2 separate regions of the Drosophila melanogaster genome follow, and region 2 is linked to region 1. The links are chromatin contacts, called in public Hi-C maps. All regions are on one chromosome and are shown on one strand. The core of a region is the stretch at or near the end of the contact, and the rest is flanking DNA. Distances in the headings are between cores, read along the strand shown.

Region 1 (3,643 bases), core at 1,125-3,624:
TGCACTTAGGCAATACTCTATCTAATTAAGATATATATTTACAAAGAAACATAAACACTTTAAACTAGTAATTGATATTTCGTTGTGATTGTATTCATGCGAGGTAATTAATTCACAATAGCTAATTATAAATTCCTCCCAGCGTCTTCAATTAGCCGCATATATGTGTCTGTCCTGGATTGGGTTGAATTCCAAGTGAACAATAGAACTCCCATCGTGCACTCCCCCAATCTGCTGAATACACAAGTGCTTACTTTTCCATAGCCTTAGTATTCTCACCTCTCCCCGTTTCAGAGATCTTCTGTTCCACTTTGTAATTAGTCAATGCCGCAGCATCTTGAACAGCGAGAATATCATTAGAATTAACCCTCCAAACGGTTCCCCAGGCTTTAGGCAATTAAAAGCGTATGTGGTATATATACAAACATATATAGGGGAATATATATATAGAAAACGCTTTGGGGGCTTAGCTCATAAAAGCTCGTACTTGGGATATTTATACCCGAATAGCCCGAGCGTTTGAGAGCGTCAAACAAACCAGCTTTTATATAGAAAAAAAAAAACGCCTAAATGTATGGAGAGAATTTGCATATGTGTAGTATGATCGTATATAGACATAAAGAATCTTCTCTGAGCCGCGTGCTACAATATTTAAACCAGAAACTTTGAAATGAGCCAAGTTGTGACTGTGGTTGTCACGTTGTTGTACTTTTGGTTTTTTTATTATTATTTCTCTTTTTTTTCCATGCTGTCCAGTCACCAGTCACGACGCCAACTTCGACACCAATTGATGACGAAGCGCCTTAACTGCGGTTTATTTTATATATTCGCTTTGCTTTATGGACTGCGATTTATTATTGTTTTGGCTTTTGCTTTTTATCTAGCTTTAAGCAAACTATAGACCAAAAGGGGTCTTTAGTTTGGACGCGGAGAAGGCACACTTTGTTCACGTGCTGGGGGGCACTTTAGCAGCTCCCTTTTCCAGGTGCAGCTGCATCCGTTGGAGCTCTACACTGAACGAAAAGGGGAATTTCTAACTGATAATCTTTCTACAACAATATCAAAACACAACCAGAAAAGAATATGTTATATTTATATGACCTTATGAACTGATCGTCGTGAATCGTATTTAAAATATTTTCCACCGTGCATTTCTAAAATGAACCTAGTTCATTGTACGAGTATACTTTGCTTGGTCTACCTGCCTGCCTGTTGAGTGCTGACTGTTTTCGACGGTTTTCTATATTGGTCCGAACCCTTTTTCCTTCTCGCTGCCATTGAGCCGTGACTCCTCCGCCCTGCGATCTCTGTGTATTTATAGTCCAACAAGTTGTGCATTTCATTATTTATGCTGGTTTCCGTTAGTCAACAAGTTTGTCGCGCTGCTGCAGTGAAGGAAAAAAAGGGTCTTGGGATAGGCTTTGTTTCGCTTATCGACAAACCGAAGGAAAGGAAATGGGCTCGATTTAATGACGTTTTTGATCGTTCTTGAACTCAACTGCCTTAACTTAACTCCACTCACGCAGGGGTTCTGGTTCTTTATAGGTGTGGCATTCCCTGTGACTGATTGCTTGACCGCAGCGGTACTGTTGCGTCGTAGGCGTCGACGTCGGATGATTCATTGCCATTTCCGAGTATTTATATTACTTGCGCATAAATAGCTTCCAGACGTGGAAAGCAGTGAATTCCGCCTAATCGCTCTGCGCATTGGATATTAATAATAAACTCAATCAATTCGATAAGTCTTTAATTACTTAGATCTATATTTACGCGCTTCTTGCGAAACTTTCCCAGCTGGGAAAGCTCTTCTAAAGAGGCTCGTTCAACTGGTTTCCGCAATTGACCCAGTCCCACTCCAAGTTAACTTTCCACGCAATTGGACAGACGAAATCAAATGCAAAGCGCAAAAAAAGTAGCAGACAAAACCATCTCACACGTAGAGTACACTTGTGGTCAAAATGATAGCAGGAAAATATAAATATTATTGGTCTATTCTATTTGGTACGAACAGTACAATATATACTCAAACGCTAACTTTTAAGCATCCTTGGAATCATGATCTTTACGTACCAATTCCCATATTTATGATTTTACAAACCAAATTAGCCTTATACATATAAATAGGCATGTGAATGAACCATATTTGGGTTCGTCGGCAGTGAAGCCCTATTAATTTGCCCTCTGCTGTTGGAGCACAGCAGCAGCGGCACTGAATACCTTTTGCGAATTGCTGCCGCTGTCGCTCTTAATCTACTGTGGAGGTCGTTCTCGCTTGTTATGCTTTCCATCGAGATCGGGCTGCGCGAACATCGCGAGCATCGGTCATTGGACCGTATCCCATTCCGCCGACGCCACGGCTCCACTGCTCCCCTTCTGTTACGCATTCGCCATCGGCACCACCGCCAGTCCCAGTTCCAGTCGCAGCACCACTATTACCACAGTCATCAGCACCACCATCGGCAACAACAGCACCACCCGGAGCGTGCCACGCGAAGGCGGCTCAACTTGGATTTTGTATCTCTTGCGCTTGACTGCGGCGATGGGGACTCGAGTACAAGTACGAGGGTTTTTATTGGGGGATGCACATTTGTGTGTGTTCAACAATATGTGTTATATACGTACGCTGTTGCTTATATCTCAAACTTGCACTATCAGGCAAGAAGGAAGTTTGTCGGCGTCGATGGTTATGTCCCATTATGTCTCGTGCGGCGAAGCAAAAACACAACTACTCCTAAGGGAGTGCATGTAATGGGTTTTTGTAAGCTAATTTGATTAATATTAAAACAACTTTATACGCTGCGGTAGCAGTGTTGTAATTATTCACTTACGAAATCTTTATGACTGTTATACATGAGCTCCAAACCTGCCGCAATTTATAACTTATGGCAGTTTGTTAAAAAAATCTTAAATTAAACCAACAGAGTTTGCACACTGTTCCTCTTGTCACATGTATTAGTTTTGCGACTTATTTAAAAATGGACCACTTATCTTAGCACTAGCAGCAGATTCCGGTATGCCAAGCTGTATTTCCGACTTCTTGGTGCGATAACAGTAAGCATTCACAATGCAAGTGCGTCATTTGCAGTTCCCGCCAGACATCCAAGTCTTATCGACAGTGGGTTTTCGAGGAAGTTGCCTAAAGCGAGATACAATTTGTATGTTAGATCTCACGTATGAAATGGATTGGTTGCACAAGCGCTTAGAAGAAGGGGATTCCGGTGGGACGACGTTGGTGGATGGCGGGGGTGCGTCCGAGGGTTTATCAAATATCCCATCCGCTTGGGTGCACAGATAGCGACAACCCAGTTTCCGATGATCAGCGCGTCCCCCTCATGATGGTATGGGCTAATTGATAACCTTCCGCTCCCGTTGATTCGCGTTGATTTCGCTGTGATTTCGTTCAGTTCGCAGCGGCTGACAACTGGAAAAGGTGCTTTAGACTAAGCTCCCATTGCATTTGATTTTATACTAATTTTAAAATGTATCTTCCTTTCAGCCAAGTGCAATTTCGACCAGGAGTCGAAGCCACATCGCCTTAATCTGGATGTGGGTGATGCGGTCATAATTCTTAAGGAGACCACCCATTGGTACTACGGCTACAGACAAAAGTGAGTAGTTCTGCAAATTAAACAAAAAGTTGAGG
Region 2 (3,786 bases), core at 620-3,119, 81 kb after region 1:
GCTCTCTGCCATCAAAGAATTTATCGATTTTCAAAGGCAACATGCCACTATTTGCATACATTTCAATTTCAAAAAACTAAACCAAGCACATTACGACGGCCCAACCAAAAAAGCTGGCAAAAAAAAAAAAACAGGAGTACATTGAAAATACTGTGTACGCTATAAAAAAAAAATCACGTACACATGTAGCTATCCACAGATACTAAAAGGGGCATCCATGAGATACGATATCTTTGATGGCGCGACCCCAGAGTTTGTGCTGGTATTTGTATTTGCATTTGTATCTGTATTTGCGGTGCCGGCTTCGGTTTTGTACTTTTGCTGTTGTTTAGGGAAATCAATTTTCGTGTCTGTGTGTTTAGGTTTTCGCTGCACGCAAAAAAATCAGAACCTTTATGTGAATAATAAGATATCTAAACCTGCAATGTATTTTTGTTTCCAGAAAGTGATTTTTTTTTGAAGTGTACAACTGCAGCTGGTATTTGTGGGGAAATGGGCGTAAAAGTGTGCTCCATTATATATAGTTACCTCCCCGTTGCATGACAGTGCCCTCTAAGCATCGATTTTCGCCGGTTTGCCTTGCATGCTAGCAACCAGCCCAGAACGAGACCCATAGTTGGCCAACACAATCGCATTACAATAAATTTTCCAACTAACGCAAAGGGCAAACATGCCGCCCCCCTCCCCTTCTCACCCACACCCATGCGATTGCATGCTAAAAACTGCAGCAGGACCCCGCCATCAAGGGTAGGGCTCTGAAATCAGGGCAACCGAGGTGACCTGACCATAGGCCATCGATGTGCCACCAGTGGAACCGCAACGGTTTAATGTCACGGGGTCGCATCGCAGCTTATGCAAATTAATTTGATTATTACACCAAAGTAACACACGTATTCGTTGCACTCATTTGATTAGTCCAGGTGGGCGACAGCCGCCCGACAAATGAGCTCTCGCAAGGCTTTTAGCGTCTGGCTGCACCTCTAATTGAGTTTACCGCGGGGTCTGCGGATGACGGGGTCCAATGTGTGAAGAGCAACAAGCGACAGGCAGCGAGAGTCGAAAGGTCAGCGTGAATGGAAACACAGAAATCAATTGTACAGAGGGGTAATCCAAATGTGTACTTGGATGTACTTTGAACTTTGACGAAATCTATGATCTATTTTCTGAAATATTAAGTTGCTCACAAACCATAGATTACCATAATACATCCACACTCATTTACAGTGCTGTGGTTAACCAGGAAAGTAGTGCCATAACTCAATGCGACAACGATAGCAAAACTTTAAAAATAACATTCTGCGGGCAAAGTTTTCGATCAAATTCGAATGGCTGTTCCCAGTACAAATGGCAGCTGCATCTGCTTCTTCGTTTGCTCCAGATTCGTTGGCAACCGTGGACTGGGCTGGCTCACTATATTTATAACTTTCATAAATCTCTGAGTTTGCCTGTCGTCAACAGCAGAGGAGGAGTGAATGGAGCAAAGTAGGGTCTCTATTTACATGCGGCGACAGTGGATAAGTGTAGTTGAAGAGCAGAAATAGATAGTTCCACTTCTTGTTCATCCGTAGCATTTGAAATTTGAGTAGGGTAAAGAAGTGCTAGTAGAATATTCAAACTGCAGTGTCGCCCCTCGAGTGTCATGCCAAATAAATGCAAGAACCAGCAAAGTGCAATGGCAGATTAAACAATAAACAGGAGGGAAACAATGGCAGCCACACACATACACACGCACAAACACAGAACACTCACTCAGGTGAGAAGGGCGGACAGACGACACTTTTTTTTTTTGCGCAGGTAAGAGCAGGTGTTTCGTTACCATATTTTATGGTTAAATTTGCGGTCTGTGCTTGGGTTAGCTGATGGGCGAAATGCCGGGCTCTTCTCATGCTTCCCATGCCCATTCACATGCCGTGGATGTATCTGTATCTGAGTGCTTGTATCTCAGTATTCGCATTCGCATTCGTATTCGTATCTGTATCCATATCCGCATCTGTATCTGTATCTGTATCTGTGCACATGTCTCTGCCACACAGCTGTTTGCATTTCAAGAATGAAACTCTCATTGAGACAACTTCAAAAAACATTCACGAAAAAAAAACTCGTTTTGCCAGCGAAATTCAAGCACAAAGAATGGCCAAAAGAGAACATCCAAATTGCGGAGCATAAAAAATAAGCAAGCCAAGTAAAATGTATACACATAAGCAACAAATTATCCATGAAACTAGCGCAGATACATACATTCGTGAACGATCTTTGGACTGCAAGGAGATGTGCATTTAGGTAATTCATTAGAACACTTGTACCATAAAATATCTTCTACACGTAAAATATACAGAGCGCAGGACTGTGTATCTTTCAGATACAACTTATTGTTATCGACTGGCAGGGTCAAAGAGTTTTTGGGTCTGGGCTGGGTTTTTTAAGCCTTGTTAGCGGCGGCTCACTAATTCCATTTATGCAAATTGCCGCTCGTCAATTTCTTAACCACTTTTCTTTAAGCACCCGGTTGGAAAAACAACAAAGATAGCTCTTTCTTTGTCCCACACTCGCTTTCAGTTTGTTACATAATCAGCAGAAATTTCATTTAAAAGCTTGTTTGGCGTCGCTGGTAGTTTGGTCTTATATTGTATTGTATTTTTCTTACAAAACACATGTCTAAACTGAACAATGAAAGCTATACTTTTTTGTCCGGCACTGCTCCCTGATCTTGCCAGTTTTTGGATTTTTTTGTTTGCCTATGCAGCCGCACGTCTCGAACAATATTTTTGCCATCGCCTTGCCTTTCCCAGCTGCTTTTTTGGCAAACAAATTTGCACTACTCCATCGCACCCAGGCGACCAAAACAAAGCTGACTAAAATTAAACAAACAAACAGACGGCCAGGGCAGCAAAAAAAAAAAGTGTATTTAGTTTACTTGGCAAAAGCAAACGTCTGAGCTGCTCTTGAGCACGTTTTTTTTTTTTTGCAAAGACTCTATGCAAAAAGAGGTATGGTGAATATATCTAGACATCCAAACTAGTATGAATAAATAGTATTTATCTATTTATCGGATTATTTGTAAGCCTACCAAATATCTGGTTTCGTATCAACATTCTAAAGCTATAAATAAATATCTCGATTAAAGAGAATGTAAGTCAGGAAGTCTATACTTATATCTTATCTTAACTATAAATATAAAGACAATTTATATTTTCTTTGGAATTCACTTTATATATTGTTAGCTTTTAGTTCTCAGCGCTGTAAACTTCTATTGGCCGAGAAGAGTATTTTCGGAACCCTTTGATCGTTGCGTGGCTAGATTTCCTCAAGCTTTGGCTACATTATGTTCCTAAGTTTATGGATTTTCCTTTGCCGACTGACAGTAGTATTCGTTTTTAGTTTTTACCCTCCTCGTTTTTATTTTGTCTAAAAATAAAAAAAGCACGCGGAGTGCCAAGATGGAGAAACAACCCATTTCGCTTTTCATTCGTGGAGTGTTTCTATTTCTGCAGTAGCCTCCATTACCAAGTTGTCTGCTCCGATTTGGTGCATTGTTTTGTCTCACTTTTGGCTGGGATGCATTAGTGGCATAGAAAACCGAACTGCTCCCATCACCGCCTCCCTGCAGTTTGTCATCGTAATGAAAGCATGAATATGCTAATTTCTTCGTTTTTATGGCCAAACGTCATTATCGCTCGCGTTGCTTTCAGCAATTTTAATAAACAAATGCCAAGTGCTGGGTTGAGCTGCGCACGACTTTTTGCTGCCAGTATGCGTGATTATGAAACTAATGACAAGCTTATAGAT

What was found. A called contact is a pair of places that touch in the nucleus more often than the background predicts.
Region 2: a Hi-C map of the S2 cell line shows a contact between it and region 1, with 2.6 times the contacts expected there. A contact is called at or near these places in 4 of 107 Hi-C or Micro-C datasets (the Kc167 cell line, the ML-DmBG3-c2 cell line, the OSC cell line and 1 more) and 1 of 7 datasets of targeted methods (the Kc167 cell line).

Annotation. Positions count from the first base shown.
Region 1 is chr3R:23,786,432-23,790,074 of dm6, forward strand. mbc (myoblast city) reads left to right here. Exons shown (of 14, transcript NM_057796.4): 2 at 3,497-3,608. Among named protein-coding and RNA genes, the nearest start is that of mbc, 6.5 kb to the left of the region's middle.
Region 2 is chr3R:23,867,597-23,871,382 of dm6, forward strand. The region is part of intron 2 of Pli (Pellino); the gene reads right to left. Among named protein-coding and RNA genes, the nearest start is that of snRNA:U1:95Ca, 9.9 kb to the left of the region's middle.